Regions from separate parts of the Mus musculus genome. Here region 2 is linked to region 1. A link is a contact called in public Hi-C data. All regions are on one chromosome and are shown on one strand. Each heading gives the region's core, a stretch centred on a gene start, on an enhancer-like site or on the middle of the called end of the contact. The rest is flanking DNA. Distances are from core to core; before and after follow the strand shown. Region 1 overlaps Gdf6 (growth differentiation factor 6). Region 2 has its middle 72 kb from the start of Gm46879.

Evidence for each region. Hi-C and Micro-C count contacts between places; a contact is called where the count stands out from the background.
Region 2: a Hi-C map of ventricular fibroblasts shows a contact between it and region 1, with 2.4 times the contacts expected there. The contact joins two enhancer-like sites. A contact is called at or near these places in 1 of 484 Hi-C or Micro-C datasets (ventricular fibroblasts), 2 of 115 datasets of contacts at active chromatin or transcription factors (embryonic forebrain and embryonic limb bud) and 1 of 9 other capture datasets (embryonic stem cells).

The regions. Positions count from the first base shown.
Region 1 is chr4:9,858,181-9,861,579 of GRCm38.p6, reverse strand. It overlaps Gdf6 (growth differentiation factor 6), which reads right to left. Exons shown (of 2, transcript NM_013526.1): 2 at 1-2,245. The coding sequence ends at 1,296. Among named protein-coding and RNA genes, the nearest start is that of Gdf6, 16 kb to the right of the region's middle. Within about 2 kb of position 1,764, at least 32 of the 459 cell types and tissues checked have an H3K27ac peak or open chromatin away from gene starts, as enhancers often do.
Region 2 is chr4:10,335,913-10,339,190 of GRCm38.p6, reverse strand. No RefSeq gene overlaps it. Among named protein-coding and RNA genes, the nearest start is that of Gm46879, 72 kb to the left of the region's middle. Within about 2 kb of position 1,425, at least 4 of the 459 cell types and tissues checked have an H3K27ac peak or open chromatin away from gene starts, as enhancers often do.

The DNA.
Region 1 (3,399 bases), core at 515-3,014:
TTCCTGGTGCCCCTGTACCCCAGTTTCCACCCCAAACTCAATGTAACCCTCGACTCACAGCTCCTCATTACTAAGGTTTAAAAACAGCACCTAACTGGTAATTACGATCTAAAATGTTTCTCTAGGGGGAGCCCTGGGCTATTGCTGGCTGGTAATCTCTCAGGAATGTCAGAAAGAGGAGAGGGGACTTAAATTTTAAGAAACTTCAGAGGCAGAGACTCCTGGCCCTTTCATCCTCCTTCCATGCTTGGGGCCTGGCCCTTTATCTCCATCCTCTTGTGGGGCCCGCATCTCCCCTCCTGATGTAGCCCTTCCACCTTTCAGGTCTTTTCCTCCTCCTCCTCTTCCCTTCTTACCTTAATTATAGAGTTTCCACCCCTCTCCATTTAAGGAGGGAAAAAAATTGCCTTAGAAGGAGATGCTGGGATTTTGGCAAATTCTGTTTAAAGAAGCCACTGAGAAACATCCATGACCAAGAGCTTTTGGGTGGGCTACCCCAGCCTTGGGTAATGCGCCTCTGTGTCACCCGGTCAGAGGTAGGCCTTGTGGTTTCTCATTATCCTTCACGGGGTTCCACACGGACTAATTCTTGTCATTCCATCCATACCAAATCCTTCTGCCCCCCCCCCCCCCACCACCAACAGAAAAGGCATCTGGAGGTCTGAGCCCACAGCGGTGGCAACTCCCTGTTCCCTCCGCTGGGAGAGACCAGGACAGACTGATAAATTCGTGGGGATGCACAGAGCAGAGAAGGAGGCAGCTTGGGCTTCTCTAAGGGTAAGACCCTTCCTGACTCACTTATTCCTTTGGTCAAATACTTCCTGTGAGGTCAAGGACGCCAGCTGAGACTTGGCTAGAAAGACCCAAAGGCCTCACTTTCTTACACAGGTAGAAACAACCAATCTGAGATGCGGACAAAAGTAATAGGTTATTTCTCTTATTCCCTCCTCCCCCAATCCACAGAACACTTGTGAACAGATAAGCATTTCCCCTCCTTCCACGTCCTATCAAAACCAAGGAGATAAAACAAAACAAAACAAACAAAGAACCAAAGCCATAATAAAAGAAAGAATCCTTCTTGTCTAGTCTTTCCAGGCTGGCAAGGCAAAGTGTGAAACCCTTAGCTGCTTCTGGGTTGGGGGTTGGAAGGTTCTGGGAAGGCTGGGCTGCTTCTTACTGTGCTCCTACTTTCAGGCTGTCCCCCACCTGTGGCCTCTTCCAAGCCAGCTCCTGCTCCTTTCTCGGCAGTCAGGCCTCCCTCCATGGTCCCTGGCCCAGGTGGCGGGACAGCACCGCTACCTACAGCCGCAGGACTCCACCACCATGTCCTCATACTGCTTGTAGACTACATTATTGCCCGCGTCGATGTACAGGATGCTAATGGGAGTCAGTTTGGTGGGAACGCAGCAGCTAGGCGGGGTGGAGCCCGGGTCCATGGAGTTCATCAGCGTCTGAATGATGGCATGGTTAGTGGGCTCAAGGTGCGAGCGCAGCGGAAAGTCGCACACGCCCTCGCAGTGATAGGCCTCGTACTCTAGGGGCGCGATAATCCAGTCGTCCCAGCCTAACTCCTTAAAATTCACGTGCAGAGGCTTTCTGCTGCAGCGCAGCCTGGACTTCTTGCCATGTCGCTTGCCGTGACGGCTGGCGAAGGCGGTGCGTCGCCGCCGGCGGCCGGGCGAGGGCAGCCAAGACCCGGCGTCTGGGGAGCCCGACGGCGCTGGCCATGACCCCTCGGCTCCCGCAGCCTCTGCAGAGCCCAGCTGCTCATGCATCTCAGTGAACAGGTTCTTGCGCTGCGATCTGGTGAACACTACAAGCAGGGCGCGCTCCTGGGGCGGCCTCACCCTCCGACCGAAGCCCAGACTCCGCAGGTCCAGAGGCGGTGGCTGCTGGGGACCCCTCGCGCGCGCCCCCGTATCCCCGGCGTCCAGCTCACCCCAGGCTGCCCGCAACTCCAGGCACAGCTGCTTCCAAGGCTGAGGGCGCAGGCCCTGCCACACGTCGAAGACTTCCCAGCCGGCCTGGGTTGGTCCCTGAGGATCCAGGGTCCTGGCGTCCAGTAGCAATGGGGATAAACAAGGGAAGAGCTGCAAGTGCAGCGGTCGGGCCGGTAGCCCCCAGGGCGTTGGGGGCGCCTGGCGATAAAGCCTTAGCTCTGCGCCCACCAGCTCTTCTTTGTCTGAGAGTGTGGACACATCAAACAAATACTTCTGTCTCCGGAGAGGAGTGTGCGAGAGATCGTCTGCGAGATAAAAAATAATTACAGTCAGTTTCACTTACGGGGAGATCAGCCCGGTGCTCTTCGGCAATCCCCAAGAGGAAGAGGGAAGGAGGGGGGCAGGCAGCCTGGGAGTCCAGTTCAGCGGCCCCAGGCTCATGCCTGGACCATACCTACACTGTGTGGTAAGGAACCACAGCAGGCTGGACTTCCTCCTCATCTCAGCTGCTGGCTGGGACAGAAGTTTGTACTCCTATTGTAAGAGGCGGCCGGCCTCCCTGGGCTCCCTGTCAGCAGGCTGTGTAACCACTAATATGCCCTTGTGGCCGCAAGTCTGGGCTATGCTTCCCTAGCCATTCTGTCCAGTAACTCTCAGCATTAACGCCTCAAATGTTCCCTCTTCCAAGGGGTCATCCCACACCACCTTGATCCAAAACAGCCTCCCTGGCCCAGTATCATAAGACCTTGGCTTATTATCTTTCTGCCACTTAAAATTATCTACAATTATCCCGTCTATATTTGTCATGAGGTCTGTCTTTCCCAAGCACTGGGCAACTGCCACCAACGTATAGAAGCGAAGATGATAGCAAGTCCTTGCTTTCCACAGACCCACAACGCTGGGAAACCTAGAACACACACAGGACAATAGACGTGAAACTTGTAGAAGCATGATTTTCAATTTGCCCTTTAAAAGTATCACTGACAGAGTCTGATTGTCCAATCGATATCTAAGAACAGGACTTGGGCATGAGGCTTTTGGGTACTTAATATAAACCCACTTCCTTCAGACTCCAAAGTGATTTATAGTTAATAATCGTTCTATAAACCCACTAGTCCAGGGTCATATTGCTACCCCCACTACAGTGTCGCTGGGATGTTCTAGGGCCAGCGTGATGCAGACAGGGTGGAGAGTCGCTGTGTCACTTCTTTCTTTTCCAATCTTTTTCTTCCTTCCTTCCAACAAATAAAAGAGTGATGCAGCTTTCGGAAGTAAAGACAAACTAGCACTTTTATCTATTGAGATCTTTCCGTCCATCCGTGGGAAATAGGCATTCCTGGAAAGAGAAAACCTCGACCAGAGATACCTAGACACAGGCAGGGACATGCCCCACCCCTTCTCTCCACCACCCAATCTGATATTCTGTTTTTCAATCAATCCCAAAGATTCATTTCTTGGT
Region 2 (3,278 bases), core at 176-2,675, 480 kb before region 1:
ACCATTGCATCTAAAGAAAGATGGAAACAATTTTAATACGAAATCTAGAATCCTTTCAAATGAAGAAATTAAATTTAGGAAATGAAATCATTAAGAACTCCCTGGAAGGCAGCGATTTCTAAGCACATCTGAGCTTAGGTGCCATCACCATGAGCTGATCCATGTGTAGGTAAGCTTTGTTCTTGTACTGATGAGTTTAGACCTTCCTTGCTCGAGCCCCACTTCTCCCTTTTGAAATGTGCTCACTTAAGAAGCACATAGTATTAAAAACAAAGTGTAGGCACTCACAGTTAAGAGATTACCTTGAGTCTTAGAAGTGATTTTGAATGTGAGACTTTTGGACAGTTTTGGAACTGAAAAACTACAGAGACTTCTGAAGTTGATCCAAATGCATTTTGCATAAAATGGCCTTAAGCCTGTGGGGGCGAGGTTAGAGTGTGATAGTTTGGGTGTAGCATGCCTCACAGAGGCTAGTGTACTTGAATGCTTTGTCCCCAGTTGGTGGCACTGTTAGGGATCCTTTAGGAGATGGGGCTTAGCAGGAGGAACTAGGTCATTGGGGGCAAACTTTGAGGTGTATAGCCCAGTTATGCGTCTAATTTGATAGTGATTATGTAACTAAGACATAGGCCATGTAAGTAACCATTGAAAAGGTACTTATGAACTCCCAGAGGCTCTTTCCTCTCTGGTTCCGCTCTCAAGACACTGCATGAAATTTTTACGTTGGAATACACACACATATGGACATTTAATATTGTATTTCCCCTGGAACGAGAATTCAGAAACTTGGCTGTCAATGGTACTGTTTCTCTCACAGGCTCCATTTCTGATACTCAAGGAGAAACGCTGCCTTCATTCAGGCTGACCAGCCAGACTAAAGAAGTAGCTACAGAACTGTCTGCATGACATCCGTCATAAAGGGCTGGCAGGTGGAGGACACTTGTGGATTGAGAATCTTAACTGCTGGGTTTTGATTGCTCTGTTTCTGAGTAAATTTTCATTTACCTTCACTCATCGCTATGCTTCAACTAAGAAGGATAAAACTCTATCTTGAGATGATTTACCTTCAGCTTTTATAACATTAGAATTTGATATAAAAGCCGTAAAATTCCATCTTTGTCCCGATTGTTTCTAACTTGACTGTTTTGTTGCCTCTCTGCACCAATTGTCTAGACGTAATTACTTAGAAAGTTATTTTATTTTTATATCATTTGTGGGCTAGGAAATATTTTGTCTGAGGTTCAGAATACTTCTTCCTTTATATTTGTAAGGAAAATTTTTGTAAAGTGGAAGGCAAATATTTAAAAAATGTATCCCTATGGTGATGTCATGTTCAAGGGAAAACATACTTGGGATGTGAAGTATTCCCATCAGGAAGTAGGAGATCTTACATCTGTACTGTTAACCCCAAGAGGTTATCACATGGTAGTAGCTGATTGTACAAGGGATGACTTCTAACAGGGCGTTGGCAGGCAGGCTGGCCAACAGTCAGAGGTCAGCGCATAAATATTTATAGAGGAAATGAATGCTTTCACTATCAAACAGCTTTTACAAATGTGCAAAGAAAGACTAATGCGGAGGATTAAGACACTGTGTACATGAGAAAAGCCAGATATCAATTGTCCTGTTGGAATGTTACATGGTGTCAAACGCCAACATATAATGATACAGTGTGGGCCATCTATAGAATTTCCATAATTCAAGGAGAGATAACCTAAATAAACAACTGAAGCCAGGCCAAAAAGTTTAGAGAAATATGCATCATATGAGAAAGTCAAACATAATGAAGGCTTTTTAGAATGTGGGATGTTGGTTAACTACTAAGCAACATGTAAACTTTCCCTGGGAAACTCAAGATGCTTTCCAGTATCATGCTAAGTAGCAATACCACTTTTAAATTTCCTTTAGACCAAAGATATATTGTGCCAAGGCCCCTTATCTGCTGCTCCTGTCTAGGTTCAGATATTCAAAGCCATTAGTGTGTCTGGATAAGGACAGTGGAAAATGACAGGAAGAGCTTGGTTTCAGGTAGTCCTTGGCTCATTGGAAAATCAGTACTGAGTGGTAGTTAGACATATTTTAAAGTGAAAAGGATTTCAGGTATAACCACTCCCTTCACCCTTATTAGCTCTGCTGTGCCCACAAGTCTCAAAACTGCAGTTTTCCCTTCTTTTGTAAAATGGGGACAGTTCACAGGGTCAATGTGAGGACTAAATGAGATTGTGACAGTTAATCCTTTAGCACACTTCCTGGCATAAGACCATTGTTCCAAAATAGTCGTTATTGTATTATGGAATTAATGACAAGAAGATGGGGTCACCTTTTATTTCATTCAGTTCACGAAGTGCAACTTGATTTTTCTGAGCGTGCTGACAAGTGTTCTCAGGGACCAATGTCAATGTTTTCAAGCCTAATGGGAGAGCCAGAAGAGGCAGACAGCAGACTTCTAAGCTATAAAGTAAGAAAAGCGGTTATGTAGGCCAAGAGCTGCCTGACACCAGTGGCTCTGGGTCTGGCTTACACAATGGTTGATGTTGACTCCTTGCTTCATTGCTATGGGGAATGCATACTTCAAGAAGGCCTGGTCTCAGTGGACACAGAAGCACTGTGGATTCAGGGAAAAGTCACAAAGTAGTCACGTCAGGCCACAGGCGACTTCAGGTACTGCCAGACAGCTGACTGCTTTCATTACACAGATTGAAAAGCTACAGTTGAGGATTTCTGTCTCCACTTCTAAAGATCAGAGAGAAAAAATACAATCAGCAAATAAGTTATGAACATCTGCTTTGGGCAGTGGTAAGAAAACCAGAAAATACAAATTTTATGTCAAGATTATCTTCTTTCCCCTCTTCCTTAAAGTTTTTCTTTTAATCAATAGTAGATAGATTACATTTAATCTAGAGCAGAATTATTACACATGAAGAAAGATATTTTATAAATCAGTAGTTAAGATCTATGTACCAAGTTACATGGCACCAACATTAGTAAAAAACAGACAAGAAGAGACTGAAAGAGTAATGTACAGAATGTATAGAGGTTGATGTTCATTTCATTCCATAACCAGTCAACTTGTTGGGAAGAATCATAGGAGACCTTGATTTCAAAATTAGCAGGATAAATCTAATTAACAGATATTAACTAGTTACTAAATTCTCAAAAAACAAGAAAAGCTGTTTCTTCTTTTTCTAAGTTTAACTCTTTTTTTTTAATTAGATGTTTTCTTCATTTACATTCCAAATGCTATCTCCTTTCCTAGTTTCCTCTCCGAAAATCCCCTA